Regions from separate parts of the Mus musculus genome. Here regions 1, 2 and 3 are each linked to region 4. A link is a contact called in public HiChIP or PLAC-seq data. All regions are on one chromosome and are shown on one strand. The core of a region is the stretch at or near the end of the contact, and the rest is flanking DNA. Distances in the headings are between cores, read along the strand shown.

The links. HiChIP or PLAC-seq counts read pairs in DNA pulled down with a chosen protein or histone mark.
Region 1: an H3K4me3 HiChIP or PLAC-seq map of neural tube shows a contact between it and region 4, with 4 times the contacts expected there. The contact joins the enhancer-like site here to the promoter of 4932441J04Rik in region 4. A contact is called at or near these places in 5 of 39 promoter capture datasets (the 3T3-L1 cell line, the HPC-7 cell line, hematopoietic stem and progenitor cells and 1 more), 14 of 484 Hi-C or Micro-C datasets (the AML12 cell line, the G1E-ER4 cell line, the HL-1 cell line and 7 more), 18 of 115 datasets of contacts at active chromatin or transcription factors (the NIH/3T3 cell line, T-cell acute lymphoblastic leukemia, acute myeloid leukemia and 15 more) and 2 of 9 other capture datasets (adipose tissue and liver).
Region 2: a CTCF HiChIP or PLAC-seq map of the NIH/3T3 cell line shows a contact between it and region 4, with 7 read pairs. The contact joins the enhancer-like site here to the promoter of 4932441J04Rik in region 4. A contact is called at or near these places in 4 of 39 promoter capture datasets (the 3T3-L1 cell line, cancer-associated fibroblasts and hematopoietic stem and progenitor cells), 1 of 15 datasets of contacts at CTCF or cohesin (the NIH/3T3 cell line), 8 of 484 Hi-C or Micro-C datasets (adipose-derived mesenchymal stem cells, nephron progenitors and uterus), 13 of 115 datasets of contacts at active chromatin or transcription factors (the NIH/3T3 cell line, T-cell acute lymphoblastic leukemia, acute myeloid leukemia and 9 more) and 1 of 9 other capture datasets (adipose tissue).
Region 3: an H3K4me3 HiChIP or PLAC-seq map of neural tube shows a contact between it and region 4, with 4 times the contacts expected there. The contact joins the enhancer-like site here to the promoter of 4932441J04Rik in region 4. A contact is called at or near these places in 2 of 39 promoter capture datasets (the 3T3-L1 cell line and liver), 2 of 484 Hi-C or Micro-C datasets (the G1E-ER4 cell line and bone marrow-derived macrophages), 5 of 115 datasets of contacts at active chromatin or transcription factors (the NIH/3T3 cell line, acute myeloid leukemia, astrocytes and 2 more) and 1 of 9 other capture datasets (adipose tissue).

What each region holds. Positions count from the first base shown.
Region 1 is chr5:58,023,901-58,027,288 of GRCm38.p6, reverse strand. The region is part of intron 2 of Pcdh7 (protocadherin 7); the gene reads right to left. Among named protein-coding and RNA genes, the nearest start is that of Pcdh7, 310 kb to the right of the region's middle. Within about 2 kb of position 1,273, at least 8 of the 459 cell types and tissues checked have an H3K27ac peak or open chromatin away from gene starts, as enhancers often do. A contact at or near this core is called in neural tube and oligodendrocyte precursor cells, where this site is marked.
Region 2 is chr5:58,189,444-58,192,655 of GRCm38.p6, reverse strand. No RefSeq gene overlaps it. Among named protein-coding and RNA genes, the nearest start is that of Gm22536, 220 kb to the left of the region's middle. Within about 2 kb of position 1,840, at least 9 of the 459 cell types and tissues checked have an H3K27ac peak or open chromatin away from gene starts, as enhancers often do. A contact at or near this core is called in the NIH/3T3 cell line and adipose-derived mesenchymal stem cells, where this site is marked.
Region 3 is chr5:58,227,518-58,230,630 of GRCm38.p6, reverse strand. No RefSeq gene overlaps it. Among named protein-coding and RNA genes, the nearest start is that of Gm22536, 190 kb to the left of the region's middle. Within about 2 kb of position 1,715, at least 3 of the 459 cell types and tissues checked have an H3K27ac peak or open chromatin away from gene starts, as enhancers often do. A contact at or near this core is called in neural tube, where this site is marked.
Region 4 is chr5:57,716,281-57,719,818 of GRCm38.p6, reverse strand. It overlaps 4932441J04Rik (RIKEN cDNA 4932441J04 gene), which reads left to right and starts at 1,900. Exons shown (of 5, transcript NR_015588.2): 1 at 1,900-1,973. Pcdh7 (protocadherin 7) reads right to left here and starts at 1,738. Exons shown (of 3, transcript NM_001122758.2): 1 at 1-1,738. The coding sequence starts at 714.

The sequences.
Region 1 (3,388 bases), core at 24-2,523, 310 kb before region 4:
ATCTTAGTAACCTTTTGTAAAATCAGCTCTCCTCACTTGAAGTGCCAGGGTAGAGGGATGGGGGGGGGAGAGGGGGGCTTCCACATGCTCAGAGAAGAAGGGTGAAGCACTGTGGGAGGGGAGGCCCAGAGGGGAGCAGTGAGTTGGATGAACACTGAGTAAGTAAAAAATTAAATTAAATTAAAACACCTCTCCTCAACGTTGTCTATCACATGCTTTTGTCAATGAAAAACTCCAGCTATAGGAAGACTGCATTTAAAACATGATTACAGAATCCTAAAATGCTAAGCCATAAATTTAGAGATATTAAAGTGAAATTTATTTCATCTCCCCTGTTAGCAATGTTTCTCACATTTAAATAATAAAATTTGAGTATGAGAAATAAGCAAAAAAAACAAACAAACAAACAAACAAAAAACAACAAAAAAAACCAGTTCTGTTGAAAATATGTTAAACTCTTTAAAACACTTCTATGTATAGCCCTGTTCATCAGTATCATTTTATCATTTATCTATTTCTGTATATATAAACCCAATAATGTCATGTCAGTTTAGGTTATTTAAGCCTTTCATGGGCTATAAAAAGAACTTGGTGTATCAGCGAAAATTTTTTTCTAGAAGATTCTTATTTTTAAATAATGTTTTGTTTTGGTTTGTTTTGGTTTTAGAACCAGATTCTCACTTTATAGCTCTGCCTGTGAAATTATTGTATAGATCAGGCTGGCCTTGAACTCATATAGCTCTACCTACTTCTGCCTCCAAGTACTAAATGATTAAAGGCATGAGCCACTATGTCGGGCTTGAAAGACAGTTTTTTAAACTGAAAATAAACCTATAGAAAGCATAATATTATCATAGCCATTAATTAAACAAATATATACAAAACATTGTTTTCGTTTACATTCAGTCGGTTAAGTAATTTTACACAGGTATCTAAAGTTTTTCCATATTTAGTTAAATAAGTAATACACCAACAATAGATAACCAAAATTGATACAAGAGTTTTTTTCCCACTAACAAAATGAGATGATAAGCAATTTTGCAGAAATTATGTTAATATCACGTGTTTATGTATATGAGGAACTTCTCACATAACAGTTAAATACATGTATATAGGGGCGTGTATATAAGTATATGAATTTAGGTCTTTCCAGGATTTCTATAAAAATAATGTGCAATACTAGAAAGAATAATGTAGGAGAGTATATCCGGCACTCAAAGGACCGAGGTGTTTGATCAGCGGTAAAGCAAACATCCCCACACACAGAGCACAGGGCTTTGTGTGTCCAGCTTCTACGGAAGCTCAGCTGGTGATTTAGAGTCCTTGTAGAGATGAATTAGCCACTTTATCCAGACTTAGCAGACAGGCAGCAAGTCGTGGCTGGTTCCCAGATTTATGCCAGCAGCCCTGGGGCACCGCTTCCTCCTGGGAGCTCAGGAGTTCCTATGGACTCGGTTAGAAATTTCTACTGCAAGAACTGCATTCAATTCGCTTAAAAGACAAGCTTAGAAATAGATGCTAAAGGCTTCCTTTTCCTAGATTAAAATGCAGTGATTTTTTTACACCCCTGAGACAGTACTATTGCACAGATTGACTGTATTAATTAACTATTAGCCAATTTGTGGACCAGTAGCTGACTGCCTTGGCGACATGGCTAGATGTAACTTTTTCGAAGTAGTGGTCAGTCATACAACAGTAATGTGGGTTCAGAGGATGCATCCTCAAGGGTGAGTGTACGAAGTGCTCCTTACATATCTGTTTGGTTTCTGTCCAAATGAAAGTCAAATAATGCAACATGAGTTTATGGCCAAACACGAGAGGCACCAAGAGTACCAATGGTGTGTAGGAATGTTTGCATTTCACAGGATGCCAAGGTGGCAGAATGCTGAGTTCTCTAGAACGAATATGAGGCAGGCAGAAAGGCACGTATGCTAACACATATTTGCTCACAGACACATACACTCGCAGCTTCAAAGGGAATACATAAAAACTATGCTGCAGACAATATCTTCATACAAATTTATCATAGCATCTGTCAGCCCCCATAATATGTTCATAAAACTAGGAACACGTGTCTTCACAGTATGCTCATTTTGGTATGCCCACTGTTGTTAACTTCTTTCCTGCTTGCCTGGCTGCTGTCGTTCAGATCACAGCCTCCTCGGGATTCCTCATTACTTCACTTCTACATCAAATATGCAGGCTTTAAGTTTAAATCCACTGGAGGTACAACTTAAGTGGAAATAGAGGGTATGACACTAGTCACAGAGATAATGTGAAATTTCTATGATTGGGAAGAACTTAGGAAACATCTCAAAGGAAAATGTGCAGACAGGGAGAAAAGACATGAAGTGGAATGTTTACAAAGGTCTAAAACTTTCAAAAGTTGGGTTATTAAAAGGTGTCTGACAACCAGGTATGTGGGGCACGCCTTCAATACCAGCACTTGGGAGGCAGATTCTGCCAGCTCTCTGTGGATTCAAGGGCAGTCTGGGCCTGAATAGGTAGCTCCAGGTAGGGCTACGAAGAGAAACCTTTTCTAAAATATAATTAATTAATTGATTAATTATGCAGTACAACATGCTTAACAGTAGTAATGTCAAGTGGCACATATTTATTGGTAAATTCCCTATATTTATAAAAAATGAAGGCTACGTGAAGTCATCTGGGAATGTATACGCAATACTAGTTTTCTACAGAATTGATCTTCCATGCTAATGATTATTCCTTTAATTTTTAAAAATATATCCTTGAAATGCTACCATTTGCCACAAAGATTTTTACAATATTTTTTATTATAATCATATTTCATGTGAGTATCAGGAAATATATTTTACATTATGTAGCTTAATGAAGACTTGACTTCCAAAAATGTAGCTTGAATAATAATTCATGAGGTTCAGAACCTGTAAAATAATGGAGAAACTGCCTCTTGTATTTGAGAGAGAACATGAACAACTTTAAGTTCACGTGTGGGGCTGTGTGTTACATGAACATGAATTTTAGAGAATTTTATATAATAGGCAAATGGAAATTTTTCTTTCATTCATAGGCTAACTACCTATGATAATTAGGAAATAAATCATCTACTTGAAACAATCACATAGATCTTATTTGACACTTAAGGAATAATACAAGACTCAAAATTCTTATTAAGTATGATCAAAATATTTCCACAGAGTGACAAGCCATTGCTGAATTTCTCCAAATACTTAAATTCTTTGCCAGAGTTGGGATTTCTTCCAACTCTCAATAGAACTACATTAAGAAACAAGTCACTTTCTTACTGCTGTTTGTACACTAATAGCCATTTCATTTAGCTGAAAATTAAGGGCAGATGCTACGCAAGATGGCAAAAGCTGTGTGTTCTAAATGCAAGGCAAAGGCG
Region 2 (3,212 bases), core at 591-3,090, 470 kb before region 4:
AAAACATTTTACAAGCTTAAAATGTCTCACAGTTTTTTTTTTTAAGTTCAAACATTTTAAAATTAAGTCTTTAAAAATCCAAAGTATTATTTTTTAAATCTAAAGTGTCTTTTAAAATTCAAACTTGACAACTGTTGACTCGAATACAATCAAAAACACACAAAACAAGTTCTTACTTCAGGAGGGAAGAACCAGGGCACAGGCCAAAGAGATGCCCAGTCTCAAAATCTTCTGGGCTACTCCAAAGGGCCTGGATCACTTCTCAGGCTCCACCCTCTAAAAGACACACAGTTTGTCTTTTAAGTTCAGACCTGCTTCATTTTATTGCTGCTACAATTCTTGACAGGCACTCCATGATACTGACATCTTTAAAATGCATCTCTGTGTCAACTGGGCTGAGCTTTCAGGAATAGCCAGCCTCTTTTTGGCCCTCACGGTGTCAACAAACCTCACCTCTTTTTCATGAGCCCTAAATTCCTAGAGATTCAATTGCTACTGAAGCTGTAACTTCACCAATGGGCTTTCCTGGGTATTCACAGTGTCAGCTGTCTGAAGTTCTCTATGACTGATCCATGCCTTCAAAACAGGAACCACCTGGACTACTGATCCAAGACCATGTTCAGTTTCCAGCATGAGGTACATATGACCTTGGCCACCCCTGGAACACTACTTTCCTATTCTGATTCAAGAAAACACTTCCCAGAAGATTTCAGGACCTCAATGATGCTGGTCTCTTCTTAATTGTTACTGATTGCTTAACTGAAACTGACCAGCAACACAAAGGTTTCACATTAGTGTTTCTGGTCTCTAATTAATCACAGCTGATTCTTCAGCTCCATCTGACCAAACAGAACAGATTGTTGGCTTAATAGAACAGCTTCTTCCCTCTAAAACTTCACAAGCAAGGCCTATATTTTGTCAGAGTACAAAAGCTGGCTTCCAGAGGTGGCCAAGGTTGTACTTCCTAAGGCAGCTGATCAAGTTAGTATTGGAGTCCTGTAGGTGCTACTTCTTTAGCCTGGCGTTTCTCCCAGCATCCCTATTTTCCAAGACCCCACAGAACAACTCACCAAGCTTTGAACACTCAATGGTTTATGGCACAAAGTTCCCAAGTCCTTCTACAACCCGCTCCAAAGTCTACGGTCAGGTCTGTCACAACAATACCCTACATTCATATCACAAATTTTTGTCATAGTTAGTATTACTGTTGCTTTGGTATAGTACTATAACCAAAAGGAAGTGGGGGAAGAAAGGGCTTATTTGACTTATACTTCCATATAATCATTCAACATCAAAGGAAGTCAGTGCAGGGATCTGGAGTCATGAGCTGATGCAGAGGCTATGGAAGAGTTCTGTGTACTTGCTTGCTGTATATGGTTTGTTCAGCCTTATAAACTGAAAGGAAAAAAAAAACAACCTGAGAATGATATTCACAAAGTTACTTGAATGATCATTGTTCAAATTGTTCCTCTTCTTGGTGATACTCTTTTTCTCTTTCTTTTTTTCTTTTTTCTATTTTTTTTTTTTTTACTTTTGTGCTAGAGTATTTTTTTAAATATATCTTTTAAATAAGATTAATACATCTGGAAGCTTTGATCTCCACAGTCGTACTAATGAAATGGACAGTTTTCTTACTTAAGATAACTCACTCTTATGTGTTTGTCTTTTCTGCATAGATGTGACTCACCATAGTTTGCTATTTGATATTATTCATTTGATATTATTCAGTGGAGAAAAAGTTGGGAGTCAAGACTTCCACCCCCTCTTCATTCTCCTCCTGACTTTCATGAGCTCAGTTAGTCAAAGAAATACTCATTTTAGTTTGAACAACCAGGAAGTCTTGGAGAATGATTCATTTTTTTTTCCCTTAAGAAACCGTATAAAGTTTCCTGACAGGCAGTAATTCTTGAACAGTCACAAAATAACAGTTTCCTTGACTCACATTCAGCTACAAGGCTGGAATTTCTCTCCCACTTTGTTTTGTCGTATACATATCGGAAACTCATTTCTGCTTAATGTGATGTAAACCAGACTCACTAGGAAGTGAGTATCTTAACTCACAGAACTCTGCAATCTTGTTTGTCTGCCTAGGCAAGCTAATCTGATTGTAATCATGTTACTTATCTTTTAATTTCTTTTGAGGCTGGTGCACATCAGAAGTGGCATTCAGCTGGGAATAACACAGGTAAAATTGATTTTTATCACATTTAAATGATTCAGGGCTTTGGTGTGCTTTTAGATATGCAATCTTAAACCCACCTTGGGGTGGGAATCCAACATAGAAACCACAGGCATAAACCCAATGGAGAAAAATAACAAGGCTGTAATAATGTAAACACAATTATAAGTAAAGTCTCAGTGATTCTGTACCACGTTGATTTTTCATATCAAATTAGCCATGGATAATCATTTAAAAATATACACATATTTTACTGAAGTACTAGGAAAACTCTTAATTCTCATACAACACCTGACTTCCTTCTTGCCCTGGATTCACTGACAATGTCAAGAAGGAATAGTAAAGAGAAAACACTTTTTGTAAACTAAATTAGTGAAAGACAGATAAAAGCATCACTTAGTAGCTAAGTTATTTTAAAGTGAAGCATGTTGGGTAAAATAGTACTTAATATCTACTTTTTTGTGCACAACCTATACAAAGTATGATATTGTTTACTTCATGATTTGAGAAAGATTGAGAAGTTTGGGGTTTTCTCTTTTCTTTCTTTCTTGGCTTCCGGGTATTATGTTAGGTAAGCTCACAAGGTCTCACTTGCAGAGCACTATGAGCATCTATTATGCCAAGACAGATACAGGAGAAGAGGATCTGTCCAAAGACAGCTGCGAAGATGGCCATCCAGACAAGCAGAATCCAGATCTGCAGTGATAAATTCCTGGTGGTAGAAGTCACAACAGATAAATGAAGTTAGGAAGAGCGATCAATCACAGCACTGCTTCTAGCAATTCCTAAATTGGAAATAGCTAAGTGACACTATTAAAGGAATACATAACCAAAATAAGACATATCTAGGGAATAATTACATTAGCTATAGATAGATGGATAGATAGATTATAATTACTTTATGAATATATATTTATATACAGTGAGATAAAAAGAGAGAAAGCAGTCTCTAAACTAAAGTCAAAAAAGGTCAATTTGTACTGTATTTGAAAAATTGTGCATACTGATTTTCAAACTTAAGGTACTAAAAGTA
Region 3 (3,113 bases), core at 466-2,965, 510 kb before region 4:
TGACCATACATTGTAGCTTAGAAACACAATGCTGTATAGAATTGTAGATTGCTTGCTTGTCTGTTGTCTGTTTCCTTAATGATTGTACATTTCACTGAACATTAACATTACCAATGCCAAGCAGAATCCAATGATCATATGCTTGTGCATAGCTCTACACAGGAAAAGATCTAACTTTACACTCTTAGTTTCTTTATGTGTGTGTGGCTCTGTGCTTATATCTCTGCATGCATGGTGTGTGTGTGTGTGTGTGTGTGTGTGTGTGTGTGTGTGTGTATGTGTGTGTAATTTTTTCAGGTGTATGTGGATGTGTATATTGAGACCAGATGTTAATTTCAGATATTTTTCTCAATTGCTCTCAATCATTTTTTGAGATAAATTTTTTTTACTGAACCTGAAACTCACTAGCTCATTCAGATTAACTTATCAGCAGCCTCCCTGGATCCTTGTCTGGTCACTGGGACACACTTGTGCACTTCCACTTGCAGCTTTTTAGGAAGGAATTGAAGTTCAGAAGTTGGGTCTTTATTCTTGTGCCTCAAAGATTTTACTGCCTAAGTCCAGGCCCTTAAATATGATTTCTTTTCCTCTTATGCTAAAATATAAAATAAATTTTAAAAAAAGCTGAATCAAACCATTGGGGGTTATGATCTATATTTCATTTAAAGTGAGGTGCCCAGAAGAAGTTACTATTTCCTTTTCTTTAGGTCTCATGGAGGTAGTTCATACAGAGTGTTTTTAGTGAGGTCACTTTAGGATCAATTGCTGATCTTGATATTGCTGAATACAAAACACTAACCTCAAAAATAATGAAGGCATTTCCATCTAGGAAATGAAATGAAAGTTCATTTCATATTAATGGGCCAGAACAATGTTTTTCAAAAATTTACCTCCCGTAAAAATATGTAAATGTTTTTGGTTAATTGTGCCCTTTTGGGGTCCTTGAACACACTGTTCTGAAGACATGAGCTTCTTAAAAGAAAAAAGGAAAGGAAAGACATAGAGGACAGTTTACAAAGGCTAAGATATGCTTTTCAAAGCCGATGAGAACACAGAAGAAGGAAGGCTTCAAGTGTGGTCATTGCGTTTTAGACAAGATCAAGTCTTGAGAAACAATATATGTTTCCCATATTTTTATGTTTACATCAAAGAGGTATTAAGAGTGTTAGATCTCATAGCTCAAAATAACTCAATATTTCCCCTTCTTCTGGCATAAGAGCTTATTTAAAAAAAAAAAAAAAGAATCTTCATCCACTTCTTCAGAAGTATTACTAGGTAGGACCTATTTGCTATTGAAATTACAAATGCCAAGTTTCCTAATTCAGTTATTCTTTTTCATCTAGGGTAAAATAAATAGAAAACATCAGTATTGATGGGAAAATGTTTTGGCAGACATTTCATTTTTGTCTCTCTGTCAGCATTTTAATATCATTCAGACTGAGTTCAAGAGGGTCACTTTTTAATAAATGTAGAAACATGTGAAGGCTTTTATAAAGAAAACTAAGCCAGGCTGCCTTTTGTCAGTGTGCTTACATGGTTCAGAGCAGTATTTCCTCAGCTGTCCACATCACAATATATCCCTTTATTGTTCTAAGACCCAGTTTCACATCATGCTAATGGACCCAGCTTATTTCACACCATGTAATACCGCACATTATAGAAGTGCTTGTTTACAGAGGCATCGCCTTAAAATAGAGCAGTGAGGAAAGACAGTACAAAAGACCAGCTCTATTCCCTAACGTCATTAGTGGGAGATTTATTGCCACTGGAAGCAGTGTGCTGCTGACAACAGCTTTGGCCAAGCCTCATCTGTTTATTCTAATGTTTAAGGAGCAGGGCATGTGACAGGGAACAAGAATGTGCCCTTTGATTTGCAGCTATTACCTGACTTCACAGACAATGGTTAGGTGCATAAATAAAAGGAGGCCATTACAAAAGTACAGGGGCTGGACTCAATTTCAAAATCCAAAGCCCAGATTAAGCAGTCTGTAAGATTACTGAGCCAACAAACATAGGCACCGTTTTAACACTCAATATTGTCTCGATTTCTCATTCTCAAATAAAATTGCTTCAGAACACTCACAGATAGCTTTAAATGTCACTTTCATGTAAAATTCCTTCTCTATTTAATGAAAATCATATCAGATAACTCCTCCTCCCTCAAGCACATTTCCCTGTCTTTTAAAGTCATTTATCGGTGTATGATATCACAGTAGATTTAGGAATCACCTTACCAGCAAAGATGGATATTGAGGCTATTTTTTTTTTTTAGCTATAAAAGGCTGTTGAATGAATGTTGGCAGAGATCAAAGACAGACCTTTTGAAGGGTAAGTTTAGTATATTTAGTTTTGAGTGCTTTAAGACAAATGAGGTGTCATGGAGACATCTTAAAATTCTAAGTACAGCATAGACTAGAAATGGTTTCTAATCCAGAGAACCAACCTTCACAAAAGCAAGCACTTGTTATTGCCAATCAACTGGAATTCACCAATACCTGCTCATGCATCATCAGAGGAGAGTACAATAGAAATAGTACAAATACTATATTGGTAAAAATAGTCTCCTCTATGCTGTGCATGTTGGGGACCAGCCGTGGGTCATCCTGTTTTCTTCCCATTTCAGCCACCACTGCACTCCATGCTGAAAGGATGAAGAGGAGTCAATAATGAATGGGGTCTTCAGGTCCCACTGGGGGTGAATGCAGGAGACAGAGTGGGAGTGGGGATCTTAATGTTACAACTCTCTTAGACAAAGCCTTCTCTTCCCACAATCTTCAGTGAAACAGCTCTCTTAGCCAATCTTAGCTTGTGTGCATACCTCTATTTGGGGTAAGCTTGTACTCATAAACTTTATTTGGTGTGGAAAAGTGCTATATATGAGCTTTGGAAAGTGGGAAGGAGTTTTCAGGGAGAATGAAATTTTTAGCTGCTGTTTAAAGTACTGTGAATACCTTGTTTGTATGAAGAGGCATTTCAGGAACACCAGGTACTTCCTGGGTGGATTCTTACCAGGGAAAAGAGAAAGTTGAACTTGTAGGTCTGCCAAGGACTGCTCACTCTTTCTCATGTTGAGGGTAGTGGGGGGTCAGGCTCCCTAGACAAGGTCAGAGAAA
Region 4 (3,538 bases), core at 651-3,150:
ACTAGGACTCGTCCCGCCGCCACCCTCAGGCGCGTCCAGCCGCCGCTTGGAGCCTCCAGAGCCGCCGCCGCTCGCGCTGTTCCCGCCGCCCCCTGGGTAGGGGGCGCTGTCCGCCGGCCCCAAGCGCCTTCCCTCGCCGCTGCCGCCGCCACCCCCGGGCTCCTGGAGCAGCTCGTAGCGTTCGATGCCATTGCGACCAAAGTCACGATCGGTGGCCGTGGGCAGCAGGTAGAGCGTGCCTACAGGCCGGTTCTCCTCCACCGTGAGCGTGAGCACCGGCGACGGGAAGGTGGGCGTGTTATCGTTGATGTCCAGCACGATGACCCGACCCTCAAACAGGTCCACCCAGCTCTGTGAGGGCCCTATCACCGACACCTCGAAGTCCAGGAAACATTCGTTCTCGTCGAAGATCATCTGACATTGGGGCAGCTTTTCTCGGTCGATGCGCCGCTCACTGGTGCTCAGCTCGCCGGTGAGGTTGTCAATCTTCAGATACTCAGAACCAGACTCAAGGCTGAAAGTCACCTCGCCGGAGCCGGTCACGATGCCCAGGTCCGAGGCCACATTGCCGATCCGCACGTCGGCGGGGCCCTCCTCGGCCAGCCGGTACCGGAGCAGCTGCTTGGCGGCGGCCAGGCTGAAGCAGAGCGGCAGAAGGAGACAACAGCCCAAGCACCAGCCGCGCGCCCATCCCGTGGTCCGCATCCTCAGCATCTTCTCTTGCTGCTGCTGCTACTGCTCCTTCTAACCACAACCCCCCTCGGCACCCCCCTCCTCCGGGGCTGGCCGCCTGCCCTCCCCTCGGTCCTCCTCTCCGGGAAAGGAAGAAACGAGAGGGAGGGGAGGGAGGGGGCCAGAGTAGCGCGTAGAGTCGGCCGATGGGAGGGGGGCAGCTAGAGATGCTTCTTTTTTTCTCCTCCTGCTTCTTCCGAAAGTTATTGTTTCATAATTCATGCAATGGGTGCTAATCGCCCGCTCGCCGGCCACCGTTTACTCGCAGTACTCACAGTTCACGGGACACTGCGCGCCACGGGCTCGGTGCCCCCACAAAGTCATCCCCGCAGTGGGAAGATACTGAGATCCAGTCTCCAAGCCCTGGGAAGGGGCCGGAACCGCTTCTGCAAGAGGGCGGCGGAGCCTGGTAGCGGACTAGAACAAACCTGCAGCCTTCCCCGCCTGACAGCAGCGTTAGTCCTTACTGCTACTCGAGTTAAGTCCAATTCACGTTCCAGCTACTCACTCTAGACCCAGGCTCTGTTTAGGCTCCCGAGGTCCAGACAAACCTGAACCGCTTCCTGCTTCAGGCTCTGGGGCGAGCAACAAGCCAGTCTTAACTCTGACTCCTCTTAAGCAGCCGGGAAGCCACTCAACATATCTTGAATGAAAAATTCCACGGCAGGTCGCTTCGGGCAAGGTGCAGCGAAAAGACGCCTCGCGTCACAGCTCGGTCCGCGACCGGGTGCTCCCGGCGCGCCAAAGAGCAGCCCGAGCCATCTTCAGAGACGCCCAGAGTCGGTCGCTTCTCACCCCGAAGAGCTCCGGTTTCTCTTTTTTTCTTAACAACTCTGCGCAAGGTCATTAGTCACGAAGCCGCCGCCTGAAACCGCAGCAACCATTCGCCCGCGGGGGCGAGAGCCGAACCGTGCGCACCGCGCGGTGCCCAAGTTTGGATTCTCAGCCGCAGAGTCCGTGCCTTCCCTCACCTGCATTCGGCCCGCGTGTTGGAGCAGTGGGATCTGCAGCGCTGTGCGCGATTCAGGGAGGAGATTGCAGCCTCTCTCTCTCTCCCCGCTCTCTCTCGATCCCTCCCCTCCCTCCCTCCTTCTCTTTCTCTCCTCCCTCCTCTTCTCTCTCCTCCCTCCTCTCCTTTCCCCTTTCCCCCCCTCTCTCACTCTCTCCAGCACAGTCTCTCAGCTTCTTCCAGTCTCAATGCGGGGAACTCGAGCTGAACTTGATCCCTTTGCAGTTCAAAGGTGAGCAAGCCTGGCTCCGTGCATCCGCGCGACACTGGCCCGGTGAAAGCTCACGACCGGGCACTCCTAACGGCAATTAACAAAGATGCCCAATTCTGTCCGGATTTCCAAAGAAAAGCCAAAGCCACTGGGGCGGGGGTGGAGGGGGAGGTGGAGTCAAACAGAGCTGCCAAGTAGCTTAAAAAAAAAAAATCTAGTTTGCCAAAGGGAGAAAAAGTGCCAGTCGGCTGTTGTCTCGGAAGTGCCCTGGCGCGGCGGGTGAATTCCGCAGTTGTCTCGTCCGCTTTCGCGTCTAGCAGAGTCTGGTGCGCGCGCTCCCGCCGCCTCTCTGGCTGTGGCTGTTCCGAGACACCGAATCGCTCCGGGGAAGCTCCTACTCTCGCTACCCACTAGCCGGAAACCCGCAAGTTTGCATAAACTGGTGGTTGTTGCGGAAAGCCCGCGGGCTCCGGAGTCAGACTTGACTCCGACGCTGCAGCGGCGGCGGCGGTATCCGAAACTACACAGTTGCAGAGAACCAGGGAGGAGGGCCCAGGGAAGGGAGGCGGGAGGAAGGACTAGCCAGCCGCGGCGCTCACCGAAGCCAGGCTTCGCTTCGTGGGGCCGACTGAGAACTGCCCAATCTCAGCCCCGATAAGCCAAAGTCTAGTCTCCTTAGGCAGTTTGGGTGGGGGTGGGGTGATTCTTTTTCCCCCTCTAGGGCTGGTAGACTAAACCCGGCTGCGTGGGTAAGAGCTGAAGTGAGGGTGTTAGTATACCTTCCTCCCACGTCTACCCTCAGACGATGCCCCCCTCCCGCCCCAACTCCCACCCGCAACGTGTCTTCGTTTCGCAATTTAGCATCTGGGTTAGTGAATTGCTACTGGTAGGCTGAGGTCGATGTCTGAGTTCCGAAAGCCAAGCTTGTGTTCTGCCAAACCGTGACGGGCTGCAGTAGTGAAGAGAGAGCATCAAACTCCAACGAGAGCCAGAGAGGATCCTTTTTTGGAGCCCAGACTTTGGAGGTCTGGGTTGGGGAGGGGAGAATGCCTGCCTTTGTTTAAATGCTTGGAATTCCTGTCATCCGGCTCTCACTGGGGATAGACCGTGTGTGCACGCGCCTGGGGAATAAAACACATGCTAGAAGCCTGGGTATTATTTTCTAAGCAGAGCCTGCAGCTTTTAGTAACCGGCAAAGTGTAGCGTCACCTATCTGGATATAAGGGAAATAAACTTTAATGGCAACTTTGTGTACCGAGTATGCTTAACCTCTTTTCTCTCCTTTTGACTTTGTGCCTCGTGATCCTCCCTGCCATTCCCGGGCGTGAGGCTTCCCCGGTTCTCACTCATGACCACCGCAGTCTGCCAAGTCAGATCTCAGGGCTGGTGGTGTATTTCGAACCGAAGCCCACTTCTCATGTATTTCACACTGTCAAAATAAAGACCCTCTACCGAAAGATTAAGAAAAGACGAAGGTAGTAGGTGGAGTTTGTGTCGGGTCCTTACTATCTCGGAGAATGTTGCTAGGAATTTAAGGGTTCCTTTAAAGACGAATTTGCATGCCCGATCTAATGCTCACGGAATCA